Linked DNA regions of Pan troglodytes: region 2 is linked to region 1. Evidence: chromatin contacts called from public capture Hi-C data. All regions are on one chromosome and are shown on one strand. Each heading gives the region's core, a stretch centred on a gene start, on an enhancer-like site or on the middle of the called end of the contact. The rest is flanking DNA. Distances are from core to core; before and after follow the strand shown.

What was found. Capture Hi-C pulls out chosen DNA fragments and counts their contacts.
Region 2: a capture Hi-C map of stem cell-derived neural stem cells shows a contact between it and region 1, with 5 times the contacts expected there. The contact joins two enhancer-like sites. A contact is called at or near these places in 1 of 7 Hi-C or Micro-C datasets (stem cell-derived neural progenitor cells) and 1 of 1 other capture datasets (stem cell-derived neural stem cells).

The regions. Positions count from the first base shown.
Region 1 is chr15:32,028,153-32,031,693 of NHGRI_mPanTro3-v2.0_pri, forward strand. The region is part of intron 9 of NPAS3 (neuronal PAS domain protein 3); the gene reads left to right. Among named protein-coding and RNA genes, the nearest start is that of EGLN3, 160 kb to the right of the region's middle. Within about 2 kb of position 1,624, at least 2 of the 24 cell types and tissues checked have an H3K27ac peak or open chromatin away from gene starts, as enhancers often do. A contact at or near this core is called in stem cell-derived neural stem cells, where this site is marked.
Region 2 is chr15:32,333,167-32,336,707 of NHGRI_mPanTro3-v2.0_pri, forward strand. The region is part of intron 1 of LOC104001998 (a long non-coding RNA gene); the gene reads right to left. Among named protein-coding and RNA genes, the nearest start is that of EGLN3, 150 kb to the left of the region's middle. Within about 2 kb of position 1,690, at least 6 of the 24 cell types and tissues checked have an H3K27ac peak or open chromatin away from gene starts, as enhancers often do. A contact at or near this core is called in stem cell-derived neural stem cells, where this site is marked.

The DNA of each region.
Region 1 (3,541 bases), core at 374-2,873:
CCTCTGTCCTCTGAAGAGCACAGCTTATAACTCTAAAGCTCCTATAACTTGGAGGGTGGGATGGTGCCAAGAAGAGCCTCCTGGTTTCCCTTCGAGCAACAACAGCCAAAAGCAACTGGTTACACCCTGGGCTTCAGAGGAGCAAGGAACATGTTCTTGTGTGCTAGCAGAGATGTTCCCAGTTACGTCTGGGACCTTTCAAGATTCTAAGCTAACCTATGCAAGTGTATTTATCCTCTCTATGTCTTCAGGTTTACTTTGTCAAATCTAAGAAGAGGTCATTTAAAAGTTTTGGGATCCTCAAACTAAAAGTAATTACTAGAGTACAACTTTAAAGACATAATTCTAGAGATGCTTTGACACGATCAGTGAATTCAGCGAGAGACACACAGGTTGCTCAGCCCAAAAATTTTGGAGAGTAGAAAGTAAACTTTGGAATAAACCAAAGAAAAGATGCCAGGTTACATGTTAGAGGTACCTAGACCATATGACAAGGATGTGATATTCAAATTAGAATCTCTCTCTCTAGTTCCTCTCCCTCTGTTCCTTTCCCTTTGTAGTTTGTAGACATGGTTATGACTTTACTCCTAAGCTCATTGGTGTGATAAGTATCTCTCTCTTTTCAAGGGACAATTAACTATCTTTTTAAGGACTTTCATATCAAGTAACTCACGTGGTGCTTATTTTTGTTATTCCCGCAAAAGGAATTTTATGAAATAAACTTATTCAAATATTCTCTCCTTTCTCACTGCTTAAACCTAAAACTTGACAATAAAAAACAACAGCCACTGGATTGAAGAGAATCAAAAAAGTTTTTTCTGTGTTTTTCAAGTTCTCTAATTTATTACACACTAAAAATCTCTTTCAAACTGGCACCAAGGTGGCTTTTCTTCTTGAGCTGATTAGGACCACATGAGTTCAGGAAAAGCTGTCAGATCCTGCCTCTGGCGCAGCTGGAATGATCCAACTGATTTGCCAGTAGGACTTTTTTTTTTTTTTTTTTTTTCAAGGAAAGAAGCTTCATCCCAAAGTCATAAATTTATATTCTGGAGGCCCAAGCAAAAGGTATTTCTTTTTCATTTTTTAAAGAAGCTAAATTCCATTATGATTTCTTTTTTCGAGCCAGAGTCTCGCTTTGTCACCCAGGCTGGAGTTCAGTGGTGCAATCTCAGCTCACCGCAACCTCCGCCTCCTAGGCTCAAGCGATTTTTGTGCCTCAGCCTCCCTCACAGCTGGGATTACGAGTGCACACCACCACACCTGGCTCATTTTTGGATTTTTAGTAGAGGCAGGGTCTCACCATGTGGGCCAGGCTAGTCTCGAACTCCCGGCCTCAAGTGATCCATCCACCTTGGCCTCCCAAACATTATGATTTCTTTTACAAGATCTGTTGCAAACCAAAAGCAACTCGGGTGATATTTTGGTAAACATGTTGTCCTAACTCTGCACCGTATCTGTAGTTATCCAGATTCCCACTGGCGCTTGGGGGTCTCATTCAGAAAACACCAATCCCTAGGAAAGACCAAGTGAGATTGCCTACCCTTTAGGAATTCTGCCTGTCAGACTGGCCCAGGGTAAAACCACAGGTCAGTCAAACTCGTCCTCTTCAGCCGCCCACGGTGGGCTCCCGAACCTGCTTTGTGGTATTCACCACAGGAAGTCAAGGGCTATCACGTGGCTCCCCGACTCCCCAAGGAAGCCTTGAGCCATTCCCTTCCCCTTCAGTCTTTTTACAGATACCTCCTCACATCAGAAGTCACCCGTCCTGCCTCTCTCATATTTAGCTCTCCTCTCTTGCTAGCTGACCCTTGGCCTGGGTGATAAAGAAAGCTGTATTATTATATTCATGGGCCCTAACAAATGAGTGCTGGATTTATCTTCTCAGGAAACACAGATCCATTTAGGTAGACCCAGAGTCATCCTACTGTAATTCAAAAAGATGACACCATACGGTCCCTTAGCAAAGAAGCCTTTCAGCCCCCTTCGCTACACATACGTGCAGACCACTGGGGAGGCCAAACGTTTGGCTGGATATCCATTTCCAAATTGGGATTTTATTAAGAGAAAGTATTATCAGGAAGGAGGGGGTGATCTTTACATTGATTCTGCAGATTCTAATTTGATATTATAACTCCTTTATCCCTTTGCCCCTTTTGTATACTTTGTAAAATGGAGATAATTCTTTTTAAAATTTTGCCTGCTTTTGGTCAAATTCTAGTCTAGAACTCCCAGGCAGGCTGTGCTGATCTGGCCTGCCATCTCAATGTATTCTCCATGTGATTCTAAAAAAGGGGCTTCTTAGTCTCTTTGCCTTTGTTAAACATACTAGAACCATTTGGAATTATTCCTCATTCCAGACACAAAGCAGACAGAATTATACCCCCAACCACTGATTGGGGTGCTGTAAGTTTTCTCTGTGAAAATAGTGGACAGAATTATATAACCCATCGTTCCTCTATTAATAGTTAACCAGGTTGAGAGGATTTGAATAAAAGCACATCTTGTTGCATGCAACAATGGTTTGACAGAAGAGCTGTATGGCAGAGTTAGTATTTTACTGCTTTCAGCTTCACCACGCAGTTTTGTAGCCTGGGAAGCCATGCATGCAGAATGGCAGAACTTACAATTGCCTACAAAAGGAGAGTACAATGCAACCTGTGGAGCCACGCCACCAAGAGAAGGTGACAGTTCCGGGCCTTCAAAACACCCTAAACTGGTGAGGAGTTTCAGAATGAAACTTGTTATGATTTGAAACACTCATCAAAGTGAGGCTTTTTCAAGTAACAGTTAAGACATAATTACCAAATTTTACAACGGTCCCGTTAGTGTGCTGTGAGAAAAAAAAAGGAGAATGGAAGAAAACCTTCAAAGTTTATATGTTTATGGATGTAATAGTTGGATGTGGCACTTTCAGAGCCAGGAAGAGTGGCTCAGGACAAGATGAGAAGAGCTTCCACAGCCTTAAACACAGCTCTTTTCCAAAGTGACTTCCCTTCACACCCATCCACCCGCCTCCAAAAAAAAAAAAAAAAAAAAATCTAAATGTACTTCATGAAACTATTGTATATGAAGCACTTATTAGCCGTAATTAAATGGACAATATGAATTTACTACGTCTTTAGGACTCTGGCTTGTTCTGGTTTAGAGCAAGATGATTAATGCAAATACATATTACTTGAGATAACCATTTAGCAGCTAATTTAGCCAAATTTATTACAGCAGTTAGAGGTTTTTCATTTTAGCAGACGGAGACAAGGACATGCCAAAAGTGGGCGACGTAGATGAGTGCACACTGCCCTCTAGTGGCCAGCCAGCCGGTGAGCTTTCGCGGGGCGCCGAGTTGCTGCGATCCGCAGCCAAGTAATAACAGCAGGTTTTCCACATTTCCGGCACCCTTTTAAACCATTCCCATCCACAGCACTTTATTTCAGGGGATGATTTACTGTGCTTTCCCCTTTTACTAGCTCAGGAGTACCCAGATACAAATCAAATCAATTTCAGCTTGGCGAGATTTTGGTTCAAGTATCATTTTTAACATCTG
Region 2 (3,541 bases), core at 440-2,939, 310 kb after region 1:
CTATGTATTTGATAAAATGGCACTCACAGATCCACACAACTCCCCTTGGTCCATGCTGAGTGTGTCTAAGGTAAGCTCCTCCCTGACCCACACTCTCTCTGTTGATGTCTAAACTCCATAATCTTGTGGCTTCCACTAAGATTCTCCTTGACAGAGAGCTCAGGCAAAGATGTCATTGGGCCATCTTTTGCCTCTAGGTATGGGTTTTCTTTCCTTCCCTTTAAAAAAAAAATGGATTTTTTTTCCCCAGAGAAGATCTTATGACAAAAGCAATCTGATGGGAAAATCCAATGGAAGCTTCTTCGGGTGCCTGCTTAGCTTTTCCAGAACATTTTCCTTTGCTTTAGCTATAGCTGGTTTATTGAAGCTCTTTCCTAATAGCCTCTCACTTGTGTCTAACCTTGCCCAGTACACAGGACTGTGCCAAGACCTGTTGGAGATCAGAAATTTAAAAGGACTAGATGGATGCATAATCTATGCCATCAAACAGCTCACAGAGTGTGGGGAATCCTGCTGGGCCACTACTCAGAGTGGGCCCAGCGATCATCAGCACCTCATCAGTGTGAGATTTGCAAACTAAAAGGGTTATAGCTCAAGAAACTACACTTCTCAGTCTGGTGGGGAAAAGATGCTCATTATAGTATCAGAAGGACAGACTTAGCCATGGGCAGGGGAGGAGAGAAACAAGAAGATTCCTAAACCCATTCTCTTTCTTCCAAGTCAGACATCCCCCTTTGTTCATCTGAAGGCTGTAATCCCCCCAAAGTTGTCATTAAAGCAGCCCCAAGGGAGAAAAATTAGGAAGGGAGCAAATATAGAGGCTACATTATACTCTGCAAAGCATGGACATAATAATTTCTCCAATGGTGAATTAGAATGATAATGTCTGTCTCCAAACTACAGCTATTTCCAAATTTAAATATTAATCACCTCTTCTCTCCCTTGTAGGCGCAGCAAGGGAGGCTGGGTGCTGCCAAAGGGTTGTGAAATGGTAAAGGTGAAATATTATTGCAACCCACACTCACACCTGCATAGTCTCACACACACAGAGCACATACACACTTATTGCTTGCACTTGTCCAGAGAGACAAATGGCCCAATTGCCAGCAACCGGTGCCTCAGTCCAGCTCCCTGCTGGCTGCATTTCCAGACAGCCAAAGCCCCTGCCCAGTATTAGCCATGTGCTCACTTCCTCCGGCATTCCCATCCCCAGCTCACGAAGGTGGCTAAGACAGTCTGGGGTCGCCTGTGTAGGGATGAGGGATGAAGGCCACGGTTCCCATTAGGTACTCAATAGCTGTCAATTAGTAGACAAATATGTGAATGAATGGGACCATTGGGCAGTTTGACTATCATTAGGGCAGAGTCCACACACTCTGTCTTAGGGCCTTAGTTGCCCACAGAAAAGGCCTCAGACAGGCAACCCAGATGAAACACAGAATCTCTCCTCACTGGGAAATTACCCTCCCACACCCACCTACCCCTTTCCCTGTCATCCCTCAACCTGGTGAAAGCTCCAGCCAGCCCAGACAGTGTCACACCCACTCCAGCTCCCTTCCTAGTCATTTATTCACTCATTCAACAAACATTTACAGGCAGCTACTGTGTGTCAGCCACTGTGCCAGCCCTGGAAATACAGGAATGCCACACAGCCTGCTTGTCAGGCCCTGCTGGGGAGAGGGTAGAAGCTGTCCCCATCCTTTCATTCCAGGTGTGCTCCACACAAGACCATCTCTTCAGAGAACCATGGCACCTGTATTTCGTCCTTCTGAACCCTCACCCTGGTGCAGAAGCAGTGGCTCAGAAAATCTGTCCTTTCACTTGCATTATAGGATTTTTCTTTTTCAAAGCAGCAGCAGTCGCAAGCAGCCTTACCTTCCAAGAAGACTTTGACTCAGGCTAATATTTACATGTATTTGCATTTCGTTTGTACACATGGTTGGGAAGCTGATGGGGAAGAGTTTTGCCAGGGGATGAAAATGCTTTCTGGGCCAGTCCTCAAAGTACTATCGCAATTGCCAATGTGAAATCAAGAAGCAACTTGTTTAGCTCATATCTAGGTAAAATCTGGGGTTACTCCCACCCTGGTTCTTGTTGTTGACAGCCTCACAGCTCCTTGTCTGGCCTGTGTATCTGTTCAAGTCAGGTGGGGGTAAGCTGTATTTTGTCCTGGTCTTTCATGCACTGGAAATTTTCTTTCTCCTCTAATTCTTCAGGTTTTGGTCATTTTTAGAGAGCTCTACGGGCACCCTCTGGTGGCTGGCTGAAAATTTGACCTGCAAAAATTGCAGTTTCGTAGGAATAGCTTTATTTTGTAGTCAGCCTCTTTGGTTGGATGTTGGAAATTGTAAGTTTATTTGCTGTAGTTGGTACCACACCTTTCATCACATGATAGATTGAGACTGAACAGTCACTTTGACCTTTCAGGAGGAATGGTACCTTCTAGAAAGGACAGAACTGAGAAACAGAGTGTCTCAGTGGGTTGCAGTTTTTCCAGGTCAGGCTGAGTGAACAGGCTCAGGGCTGCCCTTCTCTGGGCTCTCAAAGGACTCATTTCTGAAGGAAAACCCACTGCATGCCTGGACCAGGCCAGGCTCCCTGGATAGTTGCTGAGGTAGAACTATGCCAATAGCCCTCCCCCCTCTTTTTTTTTTTTGTTAAAAAAAAATGACCTAAGTTAGGCCAAATAAAAATCTAAGGGAGGGCAGTGAGGTAAAAAGGAATGGAAGCATCTGGGGAGAAGGGTAAATTTTGCAGGCCTAACACATGACCTTCCTTCTAGATTCCTGCTCTAACACTGGCCCAAGGGGCAACCATTCCTGAGAATCTTCCTGGTCTCTAAAGAAGCACTGGGACAGGTTAGGGGATAGCAAGGGAGAGAGGAAGGAAGAGAGGCCCCAGGAAGGAGAACTATCCACCTGAGGATGAAGCCACCCCTTGCTCTTTCCATGGCCCCCAGGCCCTAAAACCACAGGTTCTGATGAGCATGATTGCTCTGTCACCACAGTGAACACTACCACCTGCTTTTCCCTAACTCCCTCTTTAAGGATTTAGTCTCAGGAGACTCCCCGAAGTCTGTTGATGTTGCCTTCATTTTGCAAAAAGAGGACTAAGGGGGTTAAGCACTAGAGACTTCACCCAGCCTGCCAGTGCCAGGGCCAGGATTGGAGTTCTCTGTCCTGCCCACAGTTCTCTGAAAGATCTCCCTGCAGCTGCTGCGGCTCAGCCACACCCCACTCCTGCACTTTGTCTATCAGAGCAAGCCAAGCTCCAATAGGCAAATCACGATGAGGCCTTTGTAGGACAAGGTCTTAAGGAAGGGTACCCTTGAGGCACGGGGGAGTAGCAATGTCCCAAGTGGGTTCCAGAAGCTGAAAAGACAACCAGGTTGGCTCAGATTTCAGACTCTGTGGTTTATGCCTTAGGTGTATCATTTAGTTGGAAAAAAAGAGGCACTGTCTACCAGGAGCAGCCTTCTTTATCGATACCATTTTTCTTGTGCTTGCTTTCACAGCCAGGCCACAGGGCAGAAGGGAAGCCC